Regions from separate parts of the Mus musculus genome. Here all the other regions are linked to region 1. Evidence: chromatin contacts called from public HiChIP or PLAC-seq and promoter capture Hi-C data. All regions are on one chromosome and are shown on one strand. The core of a region is the stretch at or near the end of the contact, and the rest is flanking DNA. Distances in the headings are between cores, read along the strand shown. Region 1 holds the start of Sfswap (splicing factor SWAP). Region 2 holds the start of Sumf2 (sulfatase modifying factor 2). Region 3 has its middle 90 kb from the start of Gm34145. Region 4 holds the start of Cct6a (chaperonin containing Tcp1, subunit 6a (zeta)). Region 5 has its middle 65 kb from the start of Gm34145.

Region 1 (2,803 bases), core at 94-2,593:
TCTTTGCAGCATCCAGTTTTACTTGTCTCAAACGATGGGTTTACTTCACTTGGAGAAAACCACGCCACAGCTTAATGGTTGCTCACAGTTAGTCCTGGGCCCAGAAGCAATATCGCCCAACGGAAGGACAAATACCCAAACCCGGGATGGTGGAGAAAGAAAGAGAGATGGAAAAAATGAGGAGAGAGGTGGGGAGCAAAACACCCAATCATGTAATGCCATCCTTTTCAAATCAAACACCATCAGAAATTCACGTTCCCACCCCTTTACCCTCAACTCCAGGCACCCTTCAGTGGGTGTGATTTGAAAAGAACCAACACAAAGGTATAAACCCAGCTCCACCCTTCGGCTTTAGAAAACAGTGAAACCAGCTCTAAGAACGCTACCCCCTAAGAGCAAGGTCCGCACGGGTCGACCGGCTTCCAACAAGACAGCAACTTCACCCACTACCGCGGTTGGGCAAATGGTCGCAATAACCGCGGGGAAGGGCTCGCCCGGACGCCAAAAGTCAAGCCGGCCAGAGACGGTTCAGGCTACCTCACGGGGTTGGGGGGTCCAAAAGAAGCTTCTACCCACGGGCCTCGGCGTGCGGCGCTTCGGAGGAACAAAAGCGCACTCCCGGACTCCCTCCCCGCACAGCCAGCGGAGGGACAGCGGCACCCGCCCCACGGCGCGGGCGGGCGGGCCCCGGACAGCTTCCACCCGCGCTGAGTCGCCAGCGGCAGCCCGGGCTCGAGGGGTTGTGGGAGCAGAGTCGATCCCTCCGGCGACGGGGAGGCGCCAGCTCTGGCCGGAGCCTTAGGGCCGGTTTCACCGTCCCCTCCCCCCGGACGCCGGGGAACGTGGGGGGCAGGGAGGCCCCCCGAGTCCCCGGGCTCCGCAAAACCCCCTTTTTCGGTCCCGGCCATCAAGTCAACATCAGGCGAAATCAAGCGGGCGAGGGAGGGGAGGGTCGACGGGTGGGGGGAGGAACCGACCTGTCGATGAGGATCTTGGGGTCCCCCATCCAGGGGATGAGGTGCTGTCCCTGTTCCTGGGCCAAAGCCCGCTCGTCGTCGCGGAACAACTTGCAGGCATAGCCGAAAACCAGAAGCTCCACCCGGTTGCCCCCAGTGCCGGTGCCGCCCGGCCCGGCCTCCTCCTTCACTCCGCCTTTCCTCTCCGGCTTGGCACGGCCCCCGCCGGCACCGTACATGACAGCGTCCCCGACGTCCGGGACGGTCTGCTGCTGGGCCGAACAACGTCCCCGATGCCTCGCCTGGCCTACCCACTCAGTCACAGGCGCCGCATCCTCTTCGCAACTTCAACACAGCCGCCATAGCGAGCCACAAAATGGAGGAGACGCAACTTCCGGTAGGAAACCCGCTCTTTCCGGAGGTGAGAGTGGTAGATTCGCCACGTCCGCAAGCTGTTTGAGCCGCTAAAAAATTAAGTAGATGTTAGTTTTCGTTGTCCAACTTGATCTTGCGATGGTAAGTTGTGTTTATGGAAAGAAATTTATTTCTGCCATTTTTTGGAGGCCTCCTAGGATGTGACGAAAGCGCGGTTGGTGGCCGCGCGCCAACTTCTACTGTCGTTGGAGGGCGGCCGCCAGGTGTGGAGACAAGTGGGGATCTTGTTGGGAACGCGTCTTTGCCGTCCTAGTGAGACAGTTTGCTCCTTTCTAACAGCCCGATTTTTAGATCACTAGGAAGCCTAGCCCTGGCCGCCTGACTGAGGGCGTTTCCAGGACTTGTGAGCCCTAAATATTCGGAGTGGCGGGCTTTCAGTGGCTACGGGCTTCAGTGGCGGAGAAAGACTCCAGCTAGGAGACAGCGCTACGGGTTGTTTCCTTCTGGGGAGCAGATTCTTTCCCTTTCCCTTTTTAAAATACAGGATGTCACTGTGATCCAAATTAGACTCGAACTCTGACTGTCCTAGCTCAGTTAAGATGCTAGTATTATCGACGTGAGGTCTGCAGGGCTGCAGTTTTTTCTGGTGTCTGACCCAGATGCTTGATTTTCTTTTTCCCCCTTTCAGTTCTGAACATGGACCCAGGGCCTCACCATTGCTAGGTAAAACACTATCATTGAGTTATATCATTGCTAGGTAAAACACTATCATTGAGTTATATCTGCAGCCCTTTTTGTTTTAGTTTCAAGATAGGGTCTTGCTTAGTGCCCCGGGGTGACATTTAACTTTAATTTTTTTTTTAATTTTTACTTATTTTGTGTGTATATGTGTAGGCGACTCGAGTTAGATCAAGTCCGACTGGATGGAAGGAGAGAAGAACTTCTCAGCCACGGACACCCCCCTCCCTCCCCAAATAACTTAGGTTTTTAAAAAGTGGATAGTGATTTAGAAAAACAACTGATGTTGACCTCTGGCCTCCATATGCATTTGTGTACACACGTGCACACACACATACAGACATGTACATAGTACACCAGAACGAATACTAAGTAAAATAGTTATGATGTGGAGAAGGTTGCTTTGCAGAAATGTTTGTGTCTACTTTTGAAACAGTTGGGAAAAAAAAAAAAGAAACGGTTGGAATTTTTGTCTTAACCTCAAGCCAAAATTCATTTAATGATTTTTTTTTAATGTAAAGTAACTCAGCGCACACACACACACACCAGCAGAGATGTCTCAGTTGATAAGTGCTTGCCTTACGCACATGAGCACCTGAGTTTGATTGCCAGAACCCATGCAAAAAGTACTGGGTGTGATGGCGATTGCTTATAATCCTTGTGCTCTAGAAGTAGAGACAGGTTGAGGTGTTGGGTTCCATGGCCATCTAACCTGCTTTACTTGGTGAGTTCTA
Region 2 (2,803 bases), core at 117-2,616, 350 kb before region 1:
ATTTTAAAAAATATTTTTAGGGTTGAGCAGTGGTGGCCCTTTAATCCCAGCACTTGGAAGGTAGAGGCAGGCATTTCTCTGAGTTTGAGCCCTGTCTGGTCTACAGAATGAGTCCAGGACAGCCAAGGATACACAGAGAAACTCTGTCTCTAAAAGCCAAAATTAAATTTTTTTTAAGGACCAGGTTAAATCTTCTGTCCTTTGCCAGTATCTGTACACTCACGGCACACAAACACATACATAAAAAGTGGACACCTCTAAGCCCCAGCATACAGAGGCAGAAACTGATGGATCTTTGTGATTTGAGGCCAGCCTGGTCTACATAGTGAGATTCTGTCACATAACAAACTACAATCTAAGACCATATTTTATGCCTTATAATCCCAATTCTAAAGAAGCTGTCGCTGGAGATCACAAGCTCAAGACAAGCTAGGGCTACACAGTCAAGACCTTTATACCAAAATAAATAAATAAATAATTAAATAAATAAATAACCCACCCTCACCCCCCCCCAAAAAAAAAAACCAAACCCCTAAACAAGGGGCCTCTGCGCCGTAGCTTAGCTGAGAGAGTGCTTGAATCTCTATGAATTTGAGGTTAGCCTGGTCTATGTTCCAGGCCAGACAAGGCGACATAGTTGAGCCTCTGCCTCAAGTATAAAATAAAATAGGATATTAGTATATAAGAGCTCCTGTTGCTCTCGAAGACGCTCCGTTTTCAGTCTCCAGCACCCAAGCAGTGGTTTATAACCATGTTTCTTCTGTTGTAGGGATCCAACCTGACCTCCGCCGGCACCAGACACCCTCGTGGTGCACCTATATACGAGGTTGCAAAACACTCATACACATAAAATATCCTAAGAAAAACTGAATCCAAAAGTAACTAGAGATAAAAGGTGCATTTAAACAACATTTTGAGTATCCGATTACTATGTATGTGACTTAAGCGTATCTTTAACTTTCAAAGCTTTCTACAAATAAAAGCTACGAGTCACACGAGTGCACCAGCTCAAGACATGGAAATGGAGAAAAGGAAAATCAGAATGCCTTACTCCCAACGCCCCAGACAGGGCTGAATACCAGAAGAGACCCTGCTTCAAAAAAAGAAAAAAAAAAAGAAAAAGTGCAGTTTCATGATGGCCAGCCCCAGCAAGTAGCCCGAGACCCTGCAAACCCCCTCCGAGGTTAGGGTAGCATCTAGAGCGCAGGATACAGTCACTTTCAGGTGTTCAAGGATAAGGGTGATATAGGCACAGAGCCACACACTGACCTAGCTGAAGCCTGGGGCAGGACAGGAGCCACAGCAGCAACACCGGAGGGAGCAAGGAACCCATGCTGGGGAACCAGAACTCAGAGCGCATGCGTCTGCTCGGGCGCTTCTTCGCGCCTGCGCACTCGCACTGACTCAGTGACCAATGGCAGGGCGCTCCTTGGGAGCTTGCCTGTCAGGCCCGCCCATGAATGAACACAGGCCCACACCCATCCTACTCTGATTTTATCTGACTGCTTTTGTGTGATGTTAACACCCTTGCAGGTCCAATGTGCTGCAGTCTCAGCTGGCTAGAAGTTGCCCACGGTGCTGGGCACTAACTGCCTGTCTGTGAGAACCAGTAGTACGTAGCTGAGCCAACTCTCCACCCAGATATTTTCCTCTATTCAGTTGAGCTGTTCACTCACTCACTGTGGAATACGGAGCCAGCCCCTCTCCCCAAGTATCACACATAAAATCAAGTACATGAAAACCAAAGAGATAAGCTGTTACAGGTATGATGCAAAACCAAGATAGAAAATAGCCTAAAAAATCTTGTTTCACCCAAACCCTTATTCTTCAACAACCGTCCTTTTGGCTGTTAAATGTGTAACTCTCTCAGCCTCTTGTGTTCCCATGTCTGGAAGTTGGGTGGCAGAGTTCTGACCTTCCAGCCTCCACGGAGTAACTTGGCTTTATTAGCTTTTCTGAAGCATTTTCAGTCATTTCAAGTGTGAATGATCCAGTAGCTTCACTCTTTAAGTATTTATTAGACATTATGAAACCCATAAATTACCCAGATGTGTTTTACACTGGCAAGGATCTTACATGTTTAACAGGGAGTTGGCTGGATAATTTCAAATACATCCACAACAAATTATTCTTTCGACCTGGGGTCTCCTGTAGCCTGAGTTGGCATAGAAATTCCGGACTATTTCCAAAGGGCTAGGCTTACAGGCATGTGTCACCATGCCTTATTTAGGAGAAAACCATTACAAACTTTCAAAGAACACTTACGGAACAAGGGTAGACAACATGCTTATCTTATGTAATTTTTGTATCGGTGTAGCTAAAACATCTTGTTCAGTGGGTTGAAAAAGAGCTGCTTTGAGTGTCTTCAGATACTCAAGGCAAAAATAAAATAAAATTTTACAGTATAATTTGAATAGGTGTCAAATGTCCCGTTTCTTTTCTCCAATCAGGAAGAGAAAATTTTTTTCCAAATCACTTGAAGCTTGGACAAAAATAACCATTCCCCCCAACATCCTGTAGTATCACAGGCAGGCCTCAACCCTTCAGAGAGGACATCCCAGCTCGCATGATCTCGTCGACCAGGAGAATGTTGGTGGCGATCACAGTACTGAAAAGGAGGAAGAGAGGACAGATGAGCTATCAACCCAAACTGCTGTGTCTGCCGCCCGCCCGCGAGCCGCCATGATCGTGTACACTCACCAGGAGTGTAGCAGCTGCTTCTTCACACAGTAGTTATCCCACACACCCATCTCTGCAGCCACCATCGGCTCACCTGCAAATAACCAAGAGCACCAAAGGCTTT
Region 3 (2,803 bases), core at 104-2,603, 280 kb after region 1:
TGAAAGTGCATGGCTCAGTGTGTTCGTCTATCTCTGCTCTCTTCCTCCCCTCTGTGACTAGCTTCAGTCAACTCTTGTGTTGTTAATCATTTGAAACAAATCAAAAAACAAAGGTCTGTCCTGGGCAGTGCTCCACATGGGCTTGTGTCTGTGGGTGTTGGCAGTGTGATCCTAATCTAGCGGGTCCAGCTGGACCGTGGAGTCCAAAGCCTCCGTTCTGTTTTCAACCTTGTTAAACTGCACTCTGTTACGGAGAGCATCTCCTTGCCTGGGTAGCTACTGCAATGAACTCCAGTTCCTCAGAGCGCCCTTACAGCTGGGCCTGCCCCTCCCCCATGGGAGGAACTACCCCTTTGTCTCCTGCCCCTATAACCCAGCTCACTATTATCTTAGGAAGGCCCAGGCACTGGGGGGCAGGAGGGCGGCTGCTGTGGCTTCACCTCCCAGACATGGGGTTGGGGACTGTGGCTTTCTCGCCGAGATGCAAAGGAGATGCCAGTGGTGAGGCTGGACACCAAGGGACACAGCTGAGATGTGACACACGGATGAGAAAGCATTAATTATCTGGAAATAGAATTCAAAATATTTTAGATGGAGTCAAATTAGCCTCCAGCTGGGATTCTGGCGGAGCAGATGTCACCCTGTCATATCTCACTGCCTCTGCCTCCCCTGAATCTCTGCCACCTGAGTTTAATTCACAGAACTTAGCCCAGTTCTTGTGCTCAAACTCCACACAAGAGAGGTCTGGCCCTGGTGCAGTCATAGAAGCCAATGGTGAGGGGGAGGACGGGGGGGGGGGGGGGGGGGCGGGGAGCAAAGTTCCAGGCTCCACCCAGCTAAGTCTTGTCCTGGACACAGGCTGTCATCATGAAATCCATATGGGCTCCAGAAAGGACAGTGCCTCTCCCCACAGGATGCAGACAATGTTCTGGGACTCACTCCTGCACCTGAGATGACAAAGAGGAATTCCCCGCTGCTCTGTAAGTGATGGTGTGTGGCTCAGCCCTGCCAGCGAGAGGATAAATGGCCCTCGGGAGCGCCTGTGAATGTGTGAAAGCCCAGATCATAAAGAGCAGTTTTCTTAACAAAATCAATCTTCAGATGTATGGTTTTCACAGTCGGGATGGGAAAGGCACAAAACATGGTAATCGTAACAGGGAAAAAAAAAAAAAAACCAAAACCAAAAACACTCTAGCAACGAAAACACTCTAGCAGATCCAAGAGCTTTCTGTGCTGGGTCTCCACCAAGTTTGTTTACAAATGGCAGCATCGGTCCTGCAAGGGGGTTGGTGGGGGGGCGACTCCCTCACGAGGCCCTTGCTCATCTGATGCGCCTGTCAGGACTCTGCAAAATGCTGTGCTGGTCCCTCCTGGACACGCCCTTCTCCTGCCTGACTCTTGTCAATCTCAAGGTCAGCCCCGCCCCTGACAATGAATGCTACCAGCTCGGAGCAGTTTTCCTCTGCGTTCAGAAACGCGGCCTCCCACATCTCCGACCTCAAAAATGACCTCTCACGTCACGGCTCAGAGGTTTCTCCCTGTTTTATGGGTCAGAAATCGGACACATAGGTCATAGCTCAGGGTTGCTCGCCTCTCTGGAGATCTGAGGGGAAGCCCTCAGGGTGTAGGAGAATTGGGTGCTTGTGGCTTTAACGCTGAGGTCCCTCTTCCCCTATGGCTGCCAGTTGAGGCTTTACCAACTTGCTGGGTCCCGTGTTCCCTGTAGCTTACATCTCTGTCCTCAAAGCTGTTTCTTCCTTCTAGCTCACTGGGGGCGGTCTACCTGGCAATTATCCTTCCAGATGGAGTCATGTGGTGATTGATGCTGCCCCACCCTGGGTCCTCCAAGCTCCTTCTTGGATCCAGTCCCACAGTATCTTTCCCCAGACTGGTGACATGCTCAGGTTCTGGGGATTCCAGTGAACACCTAAGGGACTGTTACTCTGCCAACCACAGCATCAGGAGTGGAGTGGAGCTGAGGTTGTCCTGACTCCATTCCCCCACACAAGGTGTCCCATGACCCCATGGGTGCTTCTCCATCCACCATAGCCTACTAGAAGCTCAATCTTCCCAAGGTTAACAGCTTCCAGAGGTTCACCACTGAACTTGAGTCTATATGTAGTGAGTGCCTCAGATGTGGGATTCTGGGGTACAGTGGACAGACGTTGACGGAGCTGGTCCCCTTCGAAGTGTATAGGGGTCTTCTGTATCTCTCAATGATGGCCAGTGAGAACAGGGCCCGATGTCAAAGAAAATTAGGAATAGGAATTCTAGGCCAAAGCTCTCAGCTTTCAAGCACTGGAGATGACGTTAGCTTTCTAAGCACAGACAGACGGAGGTTAAATGAATACCTGAGGCCCCTTCTGGCATGTAACCTTGTGTGCAACCTATGTCCAGAAAAATGCCTTTAAAAAAAAAGAAAGAAATCAAACAACCAGAGTCTCTTTCATAGACCTCTCAATAAAACCTGATATTATCTTTACTCCCTCTCTACAAAGGCAAAAGGCTATCTCCTGGCAACACCGCTGCCCACCCCCATCCCCTACCCTGTTCCCTGCAGCAGCTCCGCTGCCTCCCCTGGGTTCCCACTCTGAGCCTTGATTTCCTGGTTTCTTCTCCTGGGAGACTCCCCTTCCCATCGCCATCCTAGAGAATCTCCTTTGGTGGCGAGCCAAGCACCACTGTGGAGCTTTGTCAATTTCTCCAGGGGTCTTCAAAGCAAGAATGAAATATACATGAAATTTTCAAAGAATGATTGGTAAGGATCAGGAGTAAACACAGTAGAACTAGTGAATCAGGCACA
Region 4 (2,803 bases), core at 134-2,633, 290 kb before region 1:
AAAGTAAGATTTTCATTTCTCCTGCAGTTGAGTGGAAAGATGAGCATTTATTTTTTGGTTTTCTTTCCCATTGCCCTGTTTTTGAGACAAGGTCTCACTATGCTTATGTAGCTCTACCTGGTTTTGAACTCAAGAGATCTGGCTGAGTGCCGGGATTATAGCTATGTGGTACAATATTTAGCTAAAGTAGAGATAACAATATTCTTTTATACAATTTTTTATTTTAGCCCAGACTACAAAGTAGACCCCCCCAAAACAAACAAAAAACCCAAGGATCCAAACACATGTGTCACATTTGACAGAGTTCCTCACCCACTAAAGCACTTCCTATATTTCTGCCTGAAAGACATGATGACCTGATGAAGAATTTTATTCACCTCAAATGGAGCAAGAGGTCAAAAAAAAAAATTTTTTTTTAAACCCAGCCCGGCAGCCTCTTACCATTTCATGAAGCAGCACATTGCCATCTTTAGTAAGTTTGATGTCTCCAGCACCAGATACAAGCCTGCCAAATGGGAAGGAATTGATGAGCAAGGATGTGACTTTTTCTAATTAAAACAAAACAAGTAAGAATTCCACAAAGCAGCCAAGGGGAGGTAATGTATATCCCCCATCCCCTCTTGAAGGCAAGTGAATCACAGGGAGTTCCAGACAAGCCGTAACTTATCAGTCAGACCCGATCTCAACTAAATACATAAAGAAAATTCCCACAAAAAAGAATGAGGTGTAAAGGGAACCAAAGGAGGCTATGAAATATACGACTCCAAAGCAACCGCAATTTGAGGAACGGATACGAGAGGCGAGAAAAGAGAGTGAATTAAGACTAATTAAAAAAAAATCCAAGCGCTATGTCTCAGTGAACTTTATTCATTTGCTAGCTAACGAGGTAACAAAAACAGATCCCCTGAAATTTGGACTTTACTCCTACATCCCAGTAAACTCGGGGCCCGGGGCTGGGTTCGGGAAGGTTGCACACGCCACTCTCTTCCTCTATAAGAAATAGGTGCAAATGCCAACCCCGAAAGGCGCGGATTCGGGGGGTTTGGATGGGATGCAGCCCAGACATGGGAGAAAGAAAACGCTAGCGCGAAGGCCTGGAGGCAGCGACTCGAGTTTGCGGCCATCGAGCCGCCAGGCCCGCCCTCCCGCCAGCCCGGGCTTACATCTTCATGGTGCCCTTAGGCCCCAAGTTGGTCCTCAGAACATCCTGCAGGCCCCGAGCCGCGCTGATGTTCACCGCCAGCGCTGCCTGGGCCCGGGCCACCTCGGCCTTCGGATTTAGGGTCTTTACCGCCGCCATGGCTGGCCTAGCTCCGGGAGAGGCCGAGAACAACGTGCTCTCTGCGGGGTCTTCTCGAAAAGTCTTACGCACCCGGCCCGCCCCCGGCGTGCCCACAGAGCACCTCCATTGGGTGGCGACCCTCCTGCCGCCCGCTGATTGGCTTAATCCAACGCTGGTCTCTCTAAGACCCGCCCACCACGCCCAGTTGCGACGTCATTGCGCATCTGAGAAACTGGTTCTCCCGTCATCGGCACTCTGGATCTTAAGGTTCCGTTGTGCTCGCCCCCCAGCGTCACGGTTCGGCGCTTTTAAGAGTTTGCAGCGTGGAGGCTGCGCGGCTCCGCGGTGCAGGAAAAGCCCTGCAGGTCGTGTGTGAGGGATGCTTCGGCCTCTGCACTCGACTGGGTGTGACAGGAAGCAGAGGCGTCGGCCTCTAGTTGCAGGGTGTCTCTAGCTACTGGACTCCGGGATGCTTCCCTCACACTCTCGCGAGATTTCCCAGGTTCATTTTTTTTTTTTCCTTGCCTGTTTTATCCGTAAATTGGGGAGCACAGAAAATGGAGCCTTCCCCTGTACCCTGGTCGTTTTAAGACCCCGGAGGTTGACGGGAGGACTACGCTAGGTAGAAAGTACTAGATGGCTTTAGGAGTGGTGCGATGGGCGTTGAGGAGACTCAGGATCAGTCTGTTCTTAGGGCCCAGGTCATTGAGGCAGCTTGAAAACTAAAATGGATTTTGTTTTAATTTTTTTAAAATAATGAAACAAATAGTAATCCTTGTTTCATTCTATGTCCCAGCTAGACCACGAACTGTCTAACACGGACTGGTATTCTAACTCGTAGCAGTCCTGCTTCAACTTCCAAAGTGGTATGAGCTACTAAGCCTGCTAAAAACTAACAACTAATGGCTGGACAGTGGTGCCCAGTCTTTGAAAGCATTCTTTTAAACATTTTTTTAAAAAGAAAATAATATTAAGCGTATAAGTGTTTTTCCTGTCTGTATGTTGAGCACTTAACATATAGATACGTACTGAATTTTTAAACATGTATATGAATATGAATCACTTCTCCACACAGATGACAACTCGTAATGCCATTGGACGTATTCCACTGAGCTATATATACTGAAGGCTTTGCCATTTTGATAGGAAAGAAAAATTCTTATTCTTCTACTATACAGAGCCAGGCATAGTCACAACACGGGAGGCAAGCAGATCTCTGTGAGTTCAAGGCCAGCCTGGTCTGCATAGCAAGTTCCAGGCCAGCCGTGGCTACATAGGAAGACCCTGTCTAAAGAAAACAGAACTATAGGGTATGTAGCTCAGAGGATGAGTGCCGGTTTAACCGGTACAAAGGTCCTGAATACAGGAAATTTAAAAAGGAAAGAGAAACAACCAGTCACATGGCTGACATTTAGTTATTCCCAAACCTCTGCTCTTCTGGCTGCAGTAAGTATGCTAGTGTAATGTTTTCAAGTGGAGTTGTAGGTTTGAAAACCACAAAAGCTGTGCAGATGATAACGA
Region 5 (2,803 bases), core at 139-2,638, 260 kb after region 1:
AGCAGGCCTGAGTTAAGGGGCCATGGAGCTGCTGAGGTAAGGAAGTGATGGAGAAAGCCCCGCTCATGTCTGTGGTTCTTTGCACTTGGCCTCTGCTGTGAAAAGGACTTGCTTGAAGAGCAAGGCATCCTGCTTGGTGTGGCTCTGGGACACACCCAGGTCGTGTCCCCTGTCGCCTCCTGAAGCTGCTGATGAATAGATCTGGCATGTAGAAGTGAGTGCGGCTACCACAGGCACTGGCTGAGGACCAGACATGAGAATTTGGTTTTTCTACCCTGCTGGGGGAGACTATTGACTGTGGCAGCCTTTCCCCCCTACTTCACCTCCATCCCTTTATTCTCCATCCCTTACTCTTTCTTCTTTTCCTCCTGAGGACACACAACATTTAAGCAGGTCGCAGATGAGGATTTTATTCTCTTGTCAATGCTGAGGAAAGGAGAAGGTAGAAGTTAATATTGGGGCTCTGCTGGGATCCCCTAGGAGGCCTGAGGGCCACTAAAGATGCAAAGTCCCTGCAGGAGTGTAAGAAGTATCCAGGAAGTCATTCATGTCCTGTGTACAGGGTCATGCACACCGGAGTGTGGGACCATGTTGTTAAGTGAGAACAAACAATGGGATTAAGGTGAACTCAAGGGTTAATTTAAGGGGCCAGGTCAGAAACTCTGAGCAAGGTAGATAAAAGGGATTGCAGCTGGGTATGGTGATAGATGTCTATTTGACTCCCCGGGCATCTGCTCAAGCTTCCAGGTGATTGTGTCCCCCGACAAAGAATTGCACCAGAGACATACGGTTGGACATAGCAATTGAGACGTTTTATTAAGAGAAAGAGGTTTCTGCAGCGCTCAGAGAGAGCATCTGGCTCAGGTGAAAAGAGCCCTTGGCAAGCAATTGCAGCTCTGAGCTGGTGACAGAAACCAGGAGGGGCCCTCAAGATGTTCTCTTTATAGCTAAGGGGAGAAGAAGCACCCCCGAGGGATAGTGACATCACCCTCCTGGGGAAGTTTACATGCTGGGGACTGGGTCTACTTAATTTACTTGATCTGTTCTCAATTGGCCCAACATGCCTGTTTACCTGGGCAGGCTGCTCAGATCTCAGAAGCGCCTGCTCCAAATCTCTCCGTGTCCCACTTTTCCTTTGAGGGGGAGGCTATGGCTATGCAGCCCCGAGGACAAGGCAGAGGGGTGGCAGCGGGTGATTGGATGGGGACAGCGGAGCTGCCCAAAGCAATATCAGGATTTTAGTTCAAGACTTGGAACAAGATGCCAGGCAGGCAAAATCGTGTGGCATCCACAACAGGCCACAATGAAAGTGATGCAGGTGAGAGGTGGGGGGAGGTCCCTCCCGGCCTGGGGCGGTTCTTTGTGGCACGAAATACTTGTGCTAAGTCCCCCTTTCATTAATGAGTCCCCTGGAGGGCTGATGTTTGACACTCCCAGACTGTGCCTGGAGTGTCACCTGCTCTTGCTTATTGTCTCACATGCAAAACTGCTTTGGAATCTACAATTCTGGGATTCTTCATCTTCTGTGACCAAGGCTTCTTTCAATGTGGCTATGATCCAGTTCACTTCCTTAGCCATGGCTAGACCAGCAGGTTAGCAGGTTTCTGGGGGTGAACTGGAAGATCCTGGAAGCGTTTGTGTGTAAGATGCATATGTGTGTGTGTGTGTGTGTGTGTGTGTACATACAGGTTCATGTGTACATGTATGTCCATGTACAAGGAGATGCCAGACAACACCTGAGCTGCCATTCCTCTGGTGTAGTTTGCATTGTTTGTTTGAGGCAGGGTCTCTCATTGAGACCCTGGAGTCATCAAGTAGGCTAGGCTCAATGGCTCCACAGCCTAGGAACCTACATTTCTCCACCTCTTCTGTGTCAGGAGAGCAAGTACACATGCCTCATGCAGCTGGCATTTTACATGGGCCCTGAGGACCAAACTCAGGCCCTTCACATGCAAGGCAAGCTCTTTACAAGCTGAGTCACCTCCCCAGTTGGTTGGGGGGGGGGAGTTTTAAGCATCTGCCCCGGTTGTTTTCAGCCGCCATTGAGGTCCTGGGAACATTTTATTACTAGAGGAGGAATCAAGGTTACATCTTTCACAGGAATAGCAAGGCAGCCCTGACTCCCAGACTGTTTAAAGCAAGCTCTGATGTGAGACCTGGGCTTTTTGCCCTTGAAACTGTAGCAACCAGCACCATGGGCAGGGTCTCTGTGAGCTTGACCTTGAGGTTTTAAATGAAGCTCTACCGGGCACTCCTTCCTGCATCTCCTTGGCCTCCAAGGAAGAGGGAATTAAAGACCCTGTGAAGCATACCCTTTGATTTGCTAATTCCTGGGAAAGGGAGCCAAGAATTGTCCTTTGGGGCTTAGAACACAGAAGCAAAGGCTCCAGGAAATGTGGGCAGCTCAGTAGGCTGTGAGTGGCACGTGGTCAGTGGAAGATACTGAGGTTCGAGGTCACTGCTAGGTGACATCACAAGATCTGCATCTCCAGGAGCCTCCTGAGAGATCCAACCTCCAGAGGCCAACAGAAGCCTGGCAGAGTGAGAACCTGGCCCTATGCTCCCAGCTTATCGGAGCTGCAGGGGGCTGCCTGGGCTTCATGTGCCTCAGGGTGCTGAAGTTTCACCCTGAGCCGTCTTCAGGCTTGTCACCTCATAAACACTTCCGAATAACGGTGGCAAAGCCACCTTATCCACATCCTGCTGGGGCTTCCTCTGCTTCCAGCCAAGAGCGGTTTCCCGTCATGCTAATGAAAAGTTTAGCTGGAACAGAAGTGAGGTTTAAAAGAGAAATATCGAGGAG

Evidence for each region. HiChIP or PLAC-seq counts read pairs in DNA pulled down with a chosen protein or histone mark. Capture Hi-C pulls out chosen DNA fragments and counts their contacts.
Region 2: a promoter capture Hi-C map of liver shows a contact between it and region 1. The contact joins the promoter of Sumf2 here to the promoter of Sfswap in region 1. A contact is called at or near these places in 4 of 39 promoter capture datasets (cranial neural crest, liver and pre-B cells) and 1 of 9 other capture datasets (liver).
Region 3: a contact with region 1 is called in an H3K4me3 HiChIP or PLAC-seq map of neural tube, with 2.9 times the contacts expected there. The contact joins the enhancer-like site here to the promoter of Sfswap in region 1. A contact is called at or near these places in 4 of 39 promoter capture datasets (cranial neural crest, embryonic stem cells, hippocampal neurons and 1 more), 1 of 484 Hi-C or Micro-C datasets (nephron progenitors), 15 of 115 datasets of contacts at active chromatin or transcription factors (craniofacial prominence, embryonic basal ganglia, embryonic forebrain and 6 more) and 4 of 9 other capture datasets (adipose tissue, embryonic stem cells, liver and 1 more).
Region 4: an H3K4me3 HiChIP or PLAC-seq map of embryonic stem cells shows a contact between it and region 1, with 19 read pairs. The contact joins the promoter of Cct6a here to the promoter of Sfswap in region 1. A contact is called at or near these places in 1 of 484 Hi-C or Micro-C datasets (CD8 T cells), 7 of 115 datasets of contacts at active chromatin or transcription factors (the 230-238 cell line, the SCID.adh cell line, effector CD8 T cells and 3 more) and 3 of 9 other capture datasets (adipose tissue, liver and pancreatic islet).
Region 5: an H3K4me3 HiChIP or PLAC-seq map of embryonic stem cells shows a contact between it and region 1, with 13 read pairs. The contact joins the enhancer-like site here to the promoter of Sfswap in region 1. A contact is called at or near these places in 2 of 39 promoter capture datasets (cranial neural crest and embryonic stem cells), 9 of 115 datasets of contacts at active chromatin or transcription factors (embryonic forebrain, embryonic hindbrain, embryonic stem cells and 2 more) and 3 of 9 other capture datasets (embryonic stem cells, liver and pancreatic islet).

Annotation. Positions count from the first base shown.
Region 1 is chr5:129,499,771-129,502,573 of GRCm38.p6, reverse strand. It overlaps Sfswap (splicing factor SWAP), which reads right to left and starts at 1,343. Exons shown (of 18, transcript NM_172276.3): 1 at 978-1,343. The coding sequence starts at 1,195. It overlaps Gm40332 (a long non-coding RNA gene), which reads left to right and starts at 1,348. Exons shown (of 3, transcript XR_868547.2): 1 at 1,348-1,472; 2 at 2,020-2,054; 3 at 2,226-2,324.
Region 2 is chr5:129,845,553-129,848,355 of GRCm38.p6, reverse strand. Sumf2 (sulfatase modifying factor 2) reads right to left here and starts at 1,366. Exons shown (of 9, transcript NM_026445.2): 1 at 1,270-1,366. The coding sequence starts at 1,360. It overlaps Cct6a (chaperonin containing Tcp1, subunit 6a (zeta)), which reads right to left. Exons shown (of 13, transcript NM_009838.2): 12 at 2,701-2,773; 13 at 1,913-2,608. The coding sequence ends at 2,536.
Region 3 is chr5:129,216,276-129,219,078 of GRCm38.p6, reverse strand. No RefSeq gene overlaps it. Among named protein-coding and RNA genes, the nearest start is that of Gm34145, 90 kb to the left of the region's middle. Within about 2 kb of position 1,353, at least 26 of the 459 cell types and tissues checked have an H3K27ac peak or open chromatin away from gene starts, as enhancers often do. A contact at or near this core is called in neural tube, where this site is marked.
Region 4 is chr5:129,785,936-129,788,738 of GRCm38.p6, reverse strand. Cct6a (chaperonin containing Tcp1, subunit 6a (zeta)) reads right to left here and starts at 1,383. Exons shown (of 13, transcript NM_009838.2): 1 at 1,164-1,383; 2 at 442-505. The coding sequence starts at 1,300. Psph (phosphoserine phosphatase) reads left to right here and starts at 1,486. Exons shown (of 8, transcript NM_133900.4): 1 at 1,486-1,784.
Region 5 is chr5:129,241,931-129,244,733 of GRCm38.p6, reverse strand. No RefSeq gene overlaps it. Among named protein-coding and RNA genes, the nearest start is that of Gm34145, 65 kb to the left of the region's middle. Within about 2 kb of position 1,388, at least 8 of the 459 cell types and tissues checked have an H3K27ac peak or open chromatin away from gene starts, as enhancers often do. A contact at or near this core is called in embryonic stem cells, where this site is marked.